Linked DNA regions of Sus scrofa: regions 2 and 3 are each linked to region 1. Evidence: chromatin contacts called from public HiChIP or PLAC-seq data. All regions are on one chromosome and are shown on one strand. The core of a region is the stretch at or near the end of the contact, and the rest is flanking DNA. Distances in the headings are between cores, read along the strand shown. Region 1 holds the start of RITA1 (RBPJ-interacting and tubulin-associated protein 1). Region 2 holds the start of SDSL (serine dehydratase-like). Region 3 holds the start of OAS2 (2'-5'-oligoadenylate synthetase 2, 69/71kDa).

The links. HiChIP or PLAC-seq counts read pairs in DNA pulled down with a chosen protein or histone mark.
Region 2: an H3K27ac HiChIP or PLAC-seq map of alveolar macrophages shows a contact between it and region 1, with 3 times the contacts expected there. The contact joins the promoter of SDSL here to the promoter of RITA1 in region 1. A contact is called at or near these places in 2 of 47 Hi-C or Micro-C datasets (blood and liver) and 1 of 2 datasets of contacts at active chromatin or transcription factors (alveolar macrophages).
Region 3: a contact with region 1 is called in an H3K27ac HiChIP or PLAC-seq map of skeletal muscle. The contact joins the promoter of OAS2 here to the promoter of RITA1 in region 1. A contact is called at or near these places in 1 of 5 promoter capture datasets (fetal liver), 1 of 47 Hi-C or Micro-C datasets (embryonic fibroblasts) and 2 of 2 datasets of contacts at active chromatin or transcription factors (alveolar macrophages and skeletal muscle).

The regions. Positions count from the first base shown.
Region 1 is chr14:38,665,675-38,670,442 of Sscrofa11.1, forward strand. It overlaps RITA1 (RBPJ-interacting and tubulin-associated protein 1), which reads left to right and starts at 2,412. Exons shown (of 4, transcript XM_005670684.3): 1 at 2,412-2,680; 2 at 2,843-2,983; 3 at 3,389-3,754. The coding sequence starts at 3,444. It overlaps DDX54 (ATP-dependent RNA helicase DDX54), which reads right to left and starts at 2,592. Exons shown (of 20, transcript XM_021073260.1): 1 at 1,937-2,592. The coding sequence starts at 2,110.
Region 2 is chr14:38,482,498-38,487,265 of Sscrofa11.1, forward strand. SDSL (serine dehydratase-like) reads right to left here and starts at 1,962. Exons shown (of 9, transcript XM_005670678.3): 1 at 1,544-1,962; 2 at 77-133.
Region 3 is chr14:38,845,624-38,850,391 of Sscrofa11.1, forward strand. OAS2 (2'-5'-oligoadenylate synthetase 2, 69/71kDa) reads right to left here and starts at 2,074. Exons shown (of 11, transcript NM_001031796.1): 1 at 1,803-2,074. The coding sequence starts at 1,979.

The DNA of each region.
Region 1 (4,768 bases), core at 1,162-3,661:
AGGGTGACAAGTGCATATGCCTCACAGAGTGCTGTGAAGACTATTGGGTAAGTGTAAAGCTTACAACAGTGCCCAGGTAGCAGTGTCATCACCATTATCCTGGTCTGCCATTCAAAGACCTCAAAACTTTAGGGAGCCAATCTAATCATCTCCTTTGTGTCAGGTAGGGACAGAAGGAGGGGGTGCCTGGGAGTAAAGTACTAGACTTATCCCATCTGCCCGCCCCCCCCAATCACCTTTCAAATTCATCACCGCTCCCCAGCTCTGGTCTCTCTCATACCTGCCCTCCTCTCTGCTACTCACTTGTCCCAGCACAGCTAAATCAAACCCAGACAGATCCTCTGGGTAGCCTTCTCGGACTATAGCACTATCCCCCTCCTCTCAGAAATAACATTCATAAAAGCACCAATTCATAATAATGGTTAAAACTCACATGGCACTTACTATCTGCCAGGTACTGTGCTCAGCGTTCATGTAAATTAACCCACTCAATCCTCACAACAACCCTATGAACTAGGTACAGTATAATAATTTTGTCCCTTTTATAGAAAAGGAAACTGAAGCTCAGAGAGGTAAAGTGACCTGCCAAAGTCACACAGCCAGCAAGGGATTTGAACCCTGGCTTAGAAGTCTATATTCTTTCGTATGTGACGCTCTATGGTCCATTACAACTCTCTAGGTCAGAGCTGCACCTGTCTTGTAGTCTGTGAGCTGAGAATGGTTTTTAAATTTTAAAAGATTCTAAAAAAAAAAAAAAACAAAAACAAAGAAAACAGTGACTTTATATGGCCTGCAAAGCCTACACTATTTACCATCTGGTCCTTTACAGGGCAAGTTTGCCAACCCTTGCTGTGGACACAAGATAACAAAGTATCTGGAACACACTGGTGCCCTAACAATAATTACTGAAGAGTAGAATGTCTGAACACTGTCATCTCAGTCTTTCCACAGTTTTCGAGATGCACATAATCCATTGCTTTCTATGTGTGTGGAAACTGAAGCTCAGAGAGGTTAAGCAACTTCTCCCATATCCTCCAGCCAGTACAAGATTGGGTCAAATTTGAAAATAGGGCTGTGCCTTGGTCCATATTTACAGAGGATCTACTATATGAGGCTCAGGTGGAATAAGGTTCCCATCTGGTCCCTGCCTCCGAGGGTAGAACCCTCTCTACATATAAACGCTTCTCTGTGCCTGGCAGCCGCTACGCACAAGGCTGTGAGAAATACTGGGCTACAGCGCTTTTCCACGTTGGTGTTCACACCTACCGCCGCCCCCCTGCCGCCCCTTGCATACAGTTAACATTCAGTAGAGGAAACAGCACGGGGACTGGAACCATACAGTCCGAGATTTGAATCCTTGCTCTCCCACTCACAAGCCCTGAGATCTTGGTCACGTTCCTTTAACCCCTCTAGGCCTAGGTTTCCTCCTCTGGAAAATCAGGATGGCTACTTAGCTCACCGGGTGGGTGTAAGGATTAAATGATAAGGTTTGTAAAGCTCTTAGCGCCGGAGCCTGGCACATAATAAGCGATCAACAAAAGCAAGTCTAACTTATTATTAGTTTCCAAAAGTTTGGGGGAGCCACGGTCTCAAGCCAAGCGGTGAAGCCTTCTCCTAATTCATCCTCCCAAGAATCCCCCAAACTCTCCAAGTCCGATCTTCAGCATCCGCACTTTCCATTGGATGAGTGGGAATCAGGACCCGTTCCCCGGCTAGGAAGTAGCCAATGAGAAGCAAGAAACTGAGAGCCGGCCCGGAAGGCCCGCAGGCCCCAGCCCCTGGAGCACATGAGCCTCAGGCCGGAGGTCCTGACCCAACCCCAGGCCAGACGACCTCTCCCCACCTTCAGCCGTGCCCACTCCTCAGCTGGGGAAACTCAAGCTGCGAGGCGCTGCACGGAGCCAGCGCTTGGGCTCCGACATATATGCGTTCCTACCTTCTGGGCCCGGGCGTCATCTTGCGCCTGGATCTCAAACTCGCCGTCCTCCGAGTCGCTGCTGCGGGACTGGGAGGCCGCTCCCCGGCGCTTCCGGAGCCCCTTCTTTTTCCTCCATTGGGCCATGGCAGCTCCGGACCGCTGTGCGGCCGCCGGGCGCCTGCCGGCAGCCATGCGGGCCCCGGCGCCGAGAAACAGGAGGGAGCGGAGTCTGCCGGAATGTACCAACGGCGCGTTTGGGGCGGGGGTGGGCCTCTACGCGGCCGCTGCTGCGTTCCCTCCCCTCTCGCAGCCTCCGGATGCTTGACACACAATGCGCGCGCCCACAGTGTCGTCTCACCGGCGTGAGATACCCCTCCCCAAGGCTTTGGGGAACTCCAGGTGGCGTCCGGAACGGGGAGCCCTGACCACCTCGGGAGCGAATGGTTCCGGCCGGCTCGCCGGGGCCTGCGGTTGGAGGGCTGGTGGTTGGTTGCTGTTTGATGCGCGTGCGGACCTGACGTCGCTAGGGCTTGACTTCCCTGGTCCAGTCCGTCGGCGCTTTGCCCGGGCTGTCCGCGCGGTGCCCGGGTCGGGGGCTGGGGGTGGCCTGAGCAGCCGAGGGTCGCGGGCTCCTGAGAGTCGGAGCTGCAGATCTCGGGTGTACCGCGCGCTGCAGGTGCCAGAACGCCCCCGCAAAGGAGTCCAGACTTGGGGGGAGGGGCCATAGAATTGCGGCCGACATCAGCAATACAAAATGCTCAGGTAGGAAAGTAACTCCAGGTTGCCGGCACCTCAGACGTCAGCCGGGATTTTGATTTGGGGATCGGCGAATAACAGACTGGGCGTGATCCTTCAGTAGTACAATAGTTGAGTGCACAAGCTCTAGAATTCTATCAGGTTCAGATTCAACTCCCACTGTTTTAGCTTATAGGTGTGACTGACATTTGTGACTTCAGCTTTTGAAGCCCCAGTTTTGTCATCTGTAGAATGGACGTAATGGAAGCTATGTCACAGGACCGTTGAGAAGATTAAATGAGACAATGCTTATGAAGCACTTTGCAAGAGGTAGGCTTGGGATTATGCTGGTTATTATACCTGCCCCGTAAACATGTACAGCATATAGGGACTTCCCTTGTCTCCCCTTCCTTTGTTTTCTGGTTGGTGCCAAAATGGGCACAAGCCCAATCTCTTCTCCAATCCCCTAGCATTCTGTAAATATTTGTTGAGCACACAGTGTATGCCGGAAGTACATGTTTATTCATGAAATTTTGGCCAGTAGGACCCCCGTCCCTGTCATCCTGACAACTAAAAAAGGGTCAGATTTCCAAAATGTGCCCTGGGATTGGCAGCTCCCCTTTGAGGAGGTCTGGTTAAGGGAGAATGTGACCTTTTTGCCCTGGGGATGGGAATTTATGTGACTGCCAGTCTTTGCTGATGACAGATGGTTGCCACCATGACCGTTTTTCACAGGGAGCCCTGGAGGCAGGGCCTGGAAGGCAGAGCACAACTGCTGTCACCAGAGACCATGGGCAGCATGAAGACCCCAGTTGAGCTGGCCATCAGTGGGATGCAGACCCTCCATGTTCAGCAACGCTGCCGGGGCAACCACCGGGTCAATGTTAGGCCGTCATACGTGGATGAGACTTTGTTTGGCAGTCCTGCAGGCACCCGGCCCACACCACCAGATTTTGACCCACCCTGGATGAAGAAAGCCAACAGAACCAGAGGAGTGGGTACAGGGGCATCACAGGCCTCAGGAGCCAACAGGAGCTGTGAGACCAGCTCTTCCAGGGGTAGCATCCCAACCCCCACACCAAGGAAGAAGAACAAGTACAGGTAACAGGCCAGGGAGATGCCCTGCTGTTCACATGCTGTGTGGCCTTGGGCAAGCACTTTGAATTCTCTGAGCTGCGATTTCCTCACAGTGGAAGGTGGTACCTAGTGGGATTATTGAGAGGATTAAACGAGATGAGACTTTACAGTGCTTGGCACAATAACCTGACAATTAAAAAGCTCTCAATAAATGGTGGTGATGATGGTTGTGATGGTGCAATAACCATCCCCAGATGTCTTAGGCTGGTCTTCTGAGGCCCAGAGGGGTCAGGTGATTTGCCCAAGATCACACAGCAGTTTGCATAAGATTATTAGTGTGGTTGATTGATAAAATAACACAGATGTGATTCCACATTTCATCAAGTTATTCATAAAATGGCTCCTGCTGCATTTTCATGAACAAGTTAGGAAAACAGGGTCTAATGCTAATGGTTATTGTTGTAAATTAGAACTAGATTATTTGGATTATTTTGATTAATATTGGCCTGGGAGTTCTCTTTTGTAGGATCCATGAGAACGACGTTCTATCCCTGGCCTCACTCAGTGGGTTAAGGATCTGGCATTGCTGTTGGCTGTTGTGTAGGTCACAGACACAGCTTGGATCCCACGTTGCTATGGCTGTGGCGTAGGCCAGCGGCTGTAGCTCCGATTCGACCCCTAGCCTGGGAACTTCCATATGCCGCAGGTGCGGTCCTAAAAGGCAAAAAAAATAATAAAAGTATATAGATATTGATCTGGAGGAAGGTGTCTCATGGTAAGCCACAAGACTCTAACTTATTTATTGTCATCAGTGATTTGATCAAACACATGGAAGACTAGTAATTTAGTCAGTCAGGCTATCATAACAAAATATTGTAGACTGGGGGCTTAAACAACAGAAATTTATTTTTTCACAGTTTTAGAGGCTTGAAGTCCAAGGTCAAGAGGCCAGGAAGGTTGGTTTCTCCTGAAGCCTCTCCTTGGGTTGCAGATGGCCACCTCTTCACTGGGTCCTCAAAGAGACTTTTCTTTGTGAGG
Region 2 (4,768 bases), core at 712-3,211, 180 kb before region 1:
TATCAGAAATGCTGAAAGCTGCTAAGAGGGAAACATGCATAGAGGGAGTTTCGAAGAGAAGAATAAGGGGACCTACTTTGGGTTAAGAGGTCAGGAAGGGCCTCTTGGAGGAGGTGACTATGAAAATTGAGACCTGAAAAATGAGAATGAACTAGTCACACAACAGACTGGAAGAGGAGCTTATGCATCATAGGGTCATTGTGAGGATTAAGCAAGGCCATAGTGTAAAGGCATACACTGCCTGACACATCATAATAGCAAGTAGTTATGTGGGATTACAGTGAGCCAGGCATCATGCCAAGCACCTTATATTTTATCTCATGTAATCGTTACAACAACCTTGAGATAGGCCTTTTCTTTCTTTTTTTTTTTTTTTTTTTTTTTTGCTTTTCAGGGCCGTAGCCATGGCATATGGAAGTTCCCAGGCTAGGGGTCATACTGGAGCTTCAGCCGCTGGCCTAAACCACAGCCACAGCAACATCAGATCCGAGCCACATCTGCGACCTACACCACAGCTCACAGCATTGCCAGATCCATAACCCACTGAATAAGGTCAGGGATACTACTCAGATTCGTTTCCACTGAGCCATGACAGGAACTCATTTTTTTTTTTTTTGAGATAGGTTCATTTATTAACTTCACTTATTAGATAATGAAACTGAAGTCCAAAGGGATTAAGTAAATTGTTCAAAGTCACACAGCTATAAATGGTACGGCCAGGTTCAAACTCAGGCAGTGCACTTTGGCATCTGGGCTCTTACCCACCATGCATTCTCTCTCTCTCTTACATTAGCATTATTATTAAATGTGTGAGCATGTAGTATTTAACTGCAGGTTGACCTTAGAAGCCAACTGCTCCGGGCTCCATTCCAGGCTCCCCCAGCCCCCTTGGTTATACCAACTGCCCAGACAAGAACAGCAGGCGTCAGTTAAATGAATGAATCCCAGGTTGCCAGCAGCCTTACCAACGCCCATCAGGGCCAGGCCTCCTAGAGGGAGATCTGGGGACAACTGGAGGCTCTCACCATGTGTGGCTGCCGCTGGGCCTGAGGAGCCCAGGGCCCTGTCTGCTGTGAGAGGCATGGGGCTGGTGCTCAGGTCCCAGTGGGGGCGACCTTGGCCAAGACGCCTTTCCTCCCTGGGCCTCACCTGCTGCATCTATGATTTAAGGTAAAGACCAACTACCTTTTCCACCTCCCTTGTCCCTCAGGCTGTTCCCCAGAGGCCTCCTGGATGACACGCCACAGCCAAATCCCCGGTGCCAGAGTTGGGCAGCCTCAGGCTGCCCAGAATGCTTGGCCCCGCCCCCTCGGGGCAGGATGGGCTCCCCGATCCTCAGGGTCCCGGGCACCCAGCCTTCTCGCCTGTGGCAGACAGGCCCTGGAGCTGAACCCAGATTCCTGGGAGGACCAGGATATTCTCACCCTCTCACTTCCTGTCTACTCATCTGGGACTAGGCCCCAGAAACTTCCAGACTAGCCTCTACACACATTCACATGCGCAAGGAGCCCCAGGGCCCTATTTGGATCTCTGGCCCCCTTACCTTCTTTTCCAGAGGTCCCCAGAGCAGCTCAGCCCCAGCCCACTGCCCACAAGCTTGCCTTAGCACCGCTCTGCCAGCCTCCCGTGGCCCTGGTCCCTCCTCCCAGGTTAAAGGGACAGCTCCCTGCGGGAGGAGAAAGGGAACACAAGCTTCACTGCCTCCCTGTGTGCTTCCAGGATACGTGATTACCTGTTCCCATTTGACAAATGAAGAAACTGAGACCCAGAGAGGGGGACTCACTTGCCCAAGGCCAGCAGCCAGGGAGAGGCACCCTTTACCCCCCACACTGCACCACCTCTGTCGTGACACAGACTCCTCCAAGTCCAGTGCTTGTCCCGAATGCCAAGCTGGTTCCCCTGGACCACTGTCAAGTTCAGCTAAGGTCTGGGAGGAGAAAACAAGGACAAAGAAACTATCATTGGAATACCCTGGTGGCTCAGTGGGTTAAGGATCAGGCAATGTCAGTGTTGTGGTTCTGGTTACTAATGTGGTGTAGGTTCAATCTGTGGCCCAGGAACTTCCTCACAATATAGGGGCAGCCAAAAGAAGGAAACAAACAAACAATTATTTTCTGTCACATGAGAAAGGCATGTTTTTTTCCAAAACACCTCCTTTATCTCTGATTAGTTTGCACCCAACATTGGAAGTCATAAATTGTTTATTATTCAAATGAATCATTCTGACAATTGATTCATTCCTTCAGGAATATTTACTGGACACCTACAAAGCATCAAGCCCAGGGACCTTTAGCCTCAAACAAGACAGCATGTCCCCTGCCCTCAAGAAGCCCCAAGGGACTTTGAAGAGCAGGCATGATCATTGCAGTCGATATTGGCAGGGAGAGGTGTGGGAGGGCTCTGGACACCAAGAGCAGGCCCCTCACTGGCCCCTGGGGGCTGGGAAGGCTTCCTGGGGGAGGAGACTGCGCGGAGCCAGGAATCAGGAGCACAGAGAGCAAAGGTCTGAAACTGAGGAATGTGGGGGTTTCGGGAATGGAGCCGTGTGCAGCGGGACTGGAACAGAGAAGGCAAGGGTGGGACAGCAGAATGCCTGTGCCAATCCAGAGTCTGGGCCTCCCCCAGGGGCACTAGGGAGCCATGGACAGCTTTAGGCAGGGGTATGACGTGACTACAGTCACATCTTGTCTCTTAGCATCTCACTGGGTGAATCTGAGCTGGTCACGTCTATTTGAGGGCCTTCAGTTTCCCTTATGTGAAAGGGGAAGTGGGGTCCAGGAAGCGCCTGGCAGCCCAAATGGTCTGTTCCCTTATTAGCCTATGTGTAACCTCCCCGAGTTTGATGATTAACTCCAGGTCAACTGGGGGTCAAGAAGAACTGCTTGGTCATGATCCTTGACAAGAACTTGGGCAGCTTCATCTTTGTTCTCACATTAAACATACACCATCCATGGATGTCTCTGCTGTGGCACAGTTTCGATCCCTGGCCGGGGAACTTCCACATGCCTGCTACAGGCAAGGCCAAAAAATTAAAAAACAAACATACACCATCCTTGTCAGGTGCCCTGTCCTGGACTGGGCCCTGGGGACACAGAGGTGGTAAAACTCAGTTCATGCCTTGATGTGACCCCCAGCCTGAAGAGGAGAGGCACACACCAATTCAGTGACAACCTAAGACTCCCCCAGGAGGAAAGAGAGCAGAAGGTCCCCCTAGGGCAGCTAGGGGTGGGGTATGACCAAGGAGAGCTTCCTGGAGGAGAAGGGCCTTGGCACACAGCTCATACTTGGACAGGAAGCACAACAGCTGCATTTATTGCATGCCTACTGTATGCCAGCACTTTCGTGTTGACCATCAATTCCCAAAGGTGTTTTAATGGTTGAGTATATATTTCTGTGAATATTAGGATATATATATAACTTCATGGACATCATTGCTTAGGAAGAAGCTAAAGCAGGTATTAAAGTTTAAAAATGGAGTCTTTTTTTAAACAAAAATGAAACCAAAATTTAATTTAAAAAATAAGTATACAAACAGGAAAAATATTTAACAATTAAAGGAGAATACAATAAAAATAATTCCTCATTTAATTTCTGCCTCTTTTTCCTCTCCATGGAGCATTATTAACAATTAGTTAGTTGGAAGTTTTTTTATCACAGTTTCAATTTCAGTACTTGTGATTAGTCTGTCCATCTTTTCTATTTCATCTTGGTTTAGTCTTGGAAGATTGTACCTTTCTAAGAATTTGTCCTTTCTTCTAGGTTTTCTGTTTTATTGGTGTATAGTTGCATATAGTAGTCTCTTATGATCCTTTGTATTTCTGTGATGTCTGTTGTTACTTCTTTTTATTTCTAATTTTATTGATTTGAGTCTTCTCTCTTTTTTTCTTGATAAGTCTGGCTGAGGGTTTATCCATTTTGTTGATCTTTTCAAAGAACCAGCTTTTTATTTCCTTGATCTTTTCTATGGTTTTCTTTGTTTCTATTTCATTGATTTCTGCTCTGATCTTTATGATTTCTTTCCTTCTACTAACTTTAGGTCTTATCTGTTCTTCTCTCTCTAGCTGCTTTAGATGTAAAGTTAGCTTGTTTATTTGAGCTTTTTCTTGTTTCCTGGGGTGGGCTTGTATTGCTATAAACTGTCCTCTTAGAACGGCTTTTGCTGCATCCCATAGGTTTTGGAGTGTCATATCTTTGTTGTTATTTGCTTCTAAGTATTTTTTAATATCCTCTTTGATTTCTTCAGGGATCCATTGGTTGTTTAGTAGCATGTTGTTGAGGCTCCACGTGTTTGTGTTTTTTGCAGTTTTTTTCTTGTTGTTGATTTCCAGTTGTATAGCGTTGTGGTCAGAAAAGATGCTTGATGTGACTTCAATTTTCTTAAAGTAACCGAGGTTGGATTTGTAGCCCAAGGATTGATCCATCTTAGAGAATGTTCCATGTGCACTTGAGAAGAATGTGTATTCTGTTGCTTTTGGATGGAATGTCCTATAAATATTCGTTAAGTCAATCTGGTTTAATGCTTCATTCAGGGCCTGTGTTTCCTTATTGATTTTGTCTGGATGATCTGTCCATTGCTGTAAGTGGGTGTTAAAGTCCCCCACCTATTACTGTCTTATTGTTGATTTGTCCTTTTAAGGTTGTTAGCAGTTGCCTTATATATTGTGGTGAACCTATGTTGGGTGCGTAGATATTTAAAACTGCTATATCTTCTTCTTGGATTGATCCTTTGATCATTATGTAGTGACTTTCCTTGTCCCTTAAAATATTC
Region 3 (4,768 bases), core at 824-3,323, 180 kb after region 1:
AGTCCTACGGGTCGCTGGCCCAGAGGGTGAGGTTGTCTCGCAGCAGCTGCATGATGAGCGTGGAGTCCTTGCAGGACTCCAGCTCGGCTCTGGTATCCTCGATGGCCTGTTTGGCTAAGAGGCAGGGCTGCTTGCGCGCCTCCTGGATCTCGTAATAGAACCCGGAGAAGCTGAGGGCCAGGCCCAGCCGCCTGGGTGCGTCAGGTGCACATGTTCTTTGCCGATTTCCAAGGCTTAGGTCACGCTGTTTTCCTTCTCGCCGGGAGCCGCCTGGGCCAGGCAGCGAGAGTAGTCGCTCTTCAACTTCAGGTAGAAGACCTTTCCTTGCACAGGAAACCGTTGTGTAGTTGTCGATGAGGAGGTCGTCCAGCTGAGCCAGTGCGTCCTTGCACCCCGTCTCCAGCCCTCCTTCTCCATCTTCTCCCGATAAGCCTGCACCTTCGCCGTTCTCATCGGCCTTGCTTTTCTAAAGCTCAAGGCTGCTGCGGACCCTCCAGGAAGACCGCCGGGCACCGACCACGTTCTTTTAGGCCTCGGAGAGGAGATTTCGGTCTTTGTTGGAGAGAGCTGCGTCAAGCTCCGTCCCCTTCAAGTCTCCGACAAAATCTGTGCACACAGCAGGTAGCTGCAGGAGAGCATTTTTCAAGCCTCTGCAGCGGGGGCCGCGCGGTCTTAGCGCTCCACCTGCTTCCGCTTCCGCTTCCGCTGGGGTGGCCGCGGAGCGCCCTGCCTCACACGCGCACGCGCGCGGCTTGGCGACCCGCCCCCGCCCCCACTCCCCTGCCGCCCGGCGCTGCGTGTGTTAGAAAAAAGTTAACAATGTTGAGAGGTAGGATGGCTTCGGGTTAAGGGTGCAAGCTCCCAAACGGATCACTAGCGCTTACAATCCCAAATTGGATATCAACTATTAAATAACTTCCCCGTGCCTCAGTTTCCTCATCTGGGCCCAGGCAGAAGACGCCAAAGGCTCGGATGTCTTTACTGCTGGGGCTAGTGGATGCATGTAAGGGCAGAAGCCAGAAAGCGCTGTGACTGCAGAGAAGCGGGATTCCAGTGCTGGAGAGCCTGGGATTGGGCATCTACAATGCCCTCTCCCTACCCTAGGGTCTTAGCACCTTCTCAGCATCCTTTCTTCTCCAAAGGTCCAGAATCTTCCGTCTCAGCCCCAGGATTTGTGTCTGTAGCACCAAACATTTCTAACTGATGAGAGCGCCCCACCCCTGGCTGTTGAAACCACAGAGCATCGGTAGGAAGCTTTACTGAAGTCTTCTAGCCTCAGTTTACCCCTCTGGAAAATAAGGAGATTAGAAGCAATAACAGTAATCACAGCTAATTTATTTCACTTTTTTTTTCTTTGGCTGTGCCAAAGCATGTGGAAGTTTACGGCCCAAAGATCGAACCCATGCCACAGTTGCAACCTGCGGCAATGCTGGATCCCTAACCCGCTGCCCCAAATGGGAACTTCTTTTGTGCTAACTTTGTACCAAGCCCTGTGCAAGAACATTATATGCTCAAGCCTCTTAACATTTTGTGATGAGTATTATTGCTCTCCCATTTTATAGACTCAGACACTAAGGCACAGAGAGGTTAAGCAAACTGCTCTGGGTCACACAGTAGTAAGAGGCAGAACCAGCTCCCAACCTGTACTCCTAAACTCTGTACTGTATCCCACCATCTCAGTTGAGCAGCATGGGGAATATGATGATGTCTGTGTGCCCAGGGCCTGGCACACAGTAGGTGCTCAGCACCAAGTCTTTCTTCCCTCTGGCTCCCTGAAGGCCTGACCCCAGCCCTCTACTCACTCTGGCCACGCTTATCACCAGGGGCAACTGCTCAGCATCCTGCAGGACTTTGCAGATGGTGTCCACGGTCTGGTCGATCTGTTTCTGACAGTCTTCAGAGGGTCTCAGGTTGTTCTGGACAAACTCTCCCAGTTTCTGAGGAGGCCGGTCATAGAGATGGGACCCCCAGTTTCCCATTGCTCTGGCTGGCTGCTGAGAAGACAGCTAATGGCTGAGCTGGAGGCAGAAGAGAAAGAGAACTTTTATGCCCAGAGCCAGAAAACCGAAACTCATCACAGGGGAAAAGGAAACTCACAGGGCCTTTCCAGCTGACTGCCTCAGGATTTTCCCCGCCCCTATGACTATCGGCCAGCCTCTCAGCTGCTGTAGTGAAAAGGGGAGTCACCGGCGCTGGCTCATGAGGGCTTGATACACACTAGATCTGTGTCCTTGAGCACATTGTTGGTCCTTTTTGTGCTTTGATTTCCCTATCTGTAAAATGGGGGTAACAACAGTACCTTTCTCATAGCTTTTTTTTTTTTTTTTTTTTTTTTGTCTTTTTGCTATTTCTTGGGCCGCTCCCGTGGCATATGGAGGTTCCCAGGCTAGGGGTCCAATCGGAGCTGTAGCCGCCGGCCTACGCCAGAGCCACAGCAACTCGGGATCCGAGCCGCGTCTGCGACCTACACCACAGTTCACGGCAACGCCGGATCGTTAACCCACTGAGCAAGGGCAGGGACTGAACCCGCAACCTCATGGTTCCTAGTCGGATTCGTTAACCACTGCGCCATGATGGGAACTCCTCATAGCTTTAATGTAAGGATTAAATACTTGCATATTGCTTGGAACAGAACCGGGCACACGATGGCTATAAAGTATTTGTTAAGCAAATACTTTTTAACAATATTTCGTAGGGGGCCAGAGGACATCTTTTTTTTTTTTCTCCATCGAACTATAACTTATAAATTTACAATATTGTGTTAGGTTTCAGGTGTATAGCAAAATGAGGCAGTTATATCTCTATTTATAATTTTAAAAAGATTATTTTCCCAGAGGTCATCTTTTGAGGCTCTTTCCCTTCTCCCCATTCCCAGTGGCCTTGGAACTCAGAATCAATGAGCACAGCGAGACAAAAGAGACCCTGAAGCGGGTCTGTTGTTCAGGGACACACAGCAAGGCAAAGCTTCAGTCACTCAGGTTTCAGTTCTGCCACTGAGCAAACACAGGTCTCAAAAGGTCTGCCTCTGGAGTTCCCGTCGTGGCGCAGTGGTTAACGAATCCGACTAGGAACCATGAGGTTGCGGGTTCGGTCCCTGCCCTTGCTCAGTGGGTTAAGGATCTGGCGTTGCCGTGAGCTGTGGTGTAGGTTGCAGACGTGGCTCGGATCCCGCGTTGCTGTGGCTCTGGCGTAGGCTGGTGGCTACAGCTCTGATTCGACCCCTAGCCTGGGAACCTCCATATGCCTCGGGAGCGGCCCAAGAAATAGCAACAACAACAACAACAACAACAACAACAACAACAAAAAAGGTCCGCTTCTGTGTGCCTCGTTCCTCAGCACACACATGGATACCTATTGGATTTCCCTGGGCACTTACCCCACCCAGCATGGATGAAAAACAAGCCCAGGAGTGCACAGGCTAGAGGGGAGACAGACATGCAACTCTTGTGTCCAGACCCATGAAAATGAACCTCCCAGGCAGCTCCCAGAAAGCACACACAGACCCCTTCTCTGCTGTGATGATGAATTTCATATGTCAACTTCTTTTTTCCTGCATTTTAGCTCTGCACCCATGAATTGGAGCTGCAGGTGCCGGCCTACACCACAGCTCACGGCAACACCAGATCCTTAACCCCACTGAGTGAGGCCAGGGATCGAACCTGAATCCTCATGGATCCTAGTCGAGTTCGTTAACCATGAGCCACTAAGGGAACTCCTGTCTGTCAACTTTTAACAAGAGGGGTGGTTGGGATTATTACGAGCCCCAGGTTCAGAGGAATCTAGAGATTCAAGATTTTCAGGGACTCTGACCCTTACTCCCCTAGTCTATGTGTCAGGATCCCGTTCTTTCCCAAGTAGGGTCCTGACCTTGTGTAGCAGACCTGATTATTTTGAGTCTATAACTTTTACACCAGCCAGGATGACTATAATCCAAATGACAAACAAAACGTCTTAGCAAAGATGTGGAGAAACTAAAACCCCATTTATTGCTGAAGGGGTTGTAAACGGTGCAGCTGCTATAGGATACAGCAAGGAGCTTCCTCAAGGGGGGTGGGGTGGGGAGCAGGGAAGGACTCCACCCTTATCTCCTTTGGCTAAACAGGAGCTCTGCCCAGTTTCGTTTTCCCAGCAGGACGTTGCTCCTGGTAGGGCTTTCTCTCAGGGGAATCAGAAATTTCTGCCTCAGGTGCTTCTGTTTTCATATCAGCATTTCTGCCAGCCCACAGAGCTTGCTCCTCTGTTCCCAAATCTCACGAATCTGGACTTGAACCAAGAGCTCCCAATACCAGCACCCTAGAGCTGTCTATAACCCAGGCTGGCCGGCTTTGCACAGACTATCAGAGCTCAGTTGAGAGATATACTTATTAAAAATTCTTGTGCAAGAAAAACTGCTTTATTGTTTCTTGGGGTCGTACAAGCAGTACAAATTTACAGCAAAAAAAAAAAAATGAGATCAGAAAATTAAGAAACAAAGTTGAGCACATCTTTTATCTGTTTTTTCAATTTTTAAGGCCACACCTGTGGCATACGGAGGTTCCCAGGCTAGGGGTTGAATCAGAGCTGTAGCTGCTGGCCTACACCACAGCCACACCAGATTTGAGCCACATCTGCGACCTACATCACTGCTCAAGGCAACCCCGGATCCTGAACCCACTGAACAAGGCCAGGGATTGAACCCACAACCTCATGGATCCTAGTTGGATTCATTTCTGCTGCGCCATGACAGGAACTCCAAGTTGAGCCCATCTTGATTGGGTCGAGCTACATT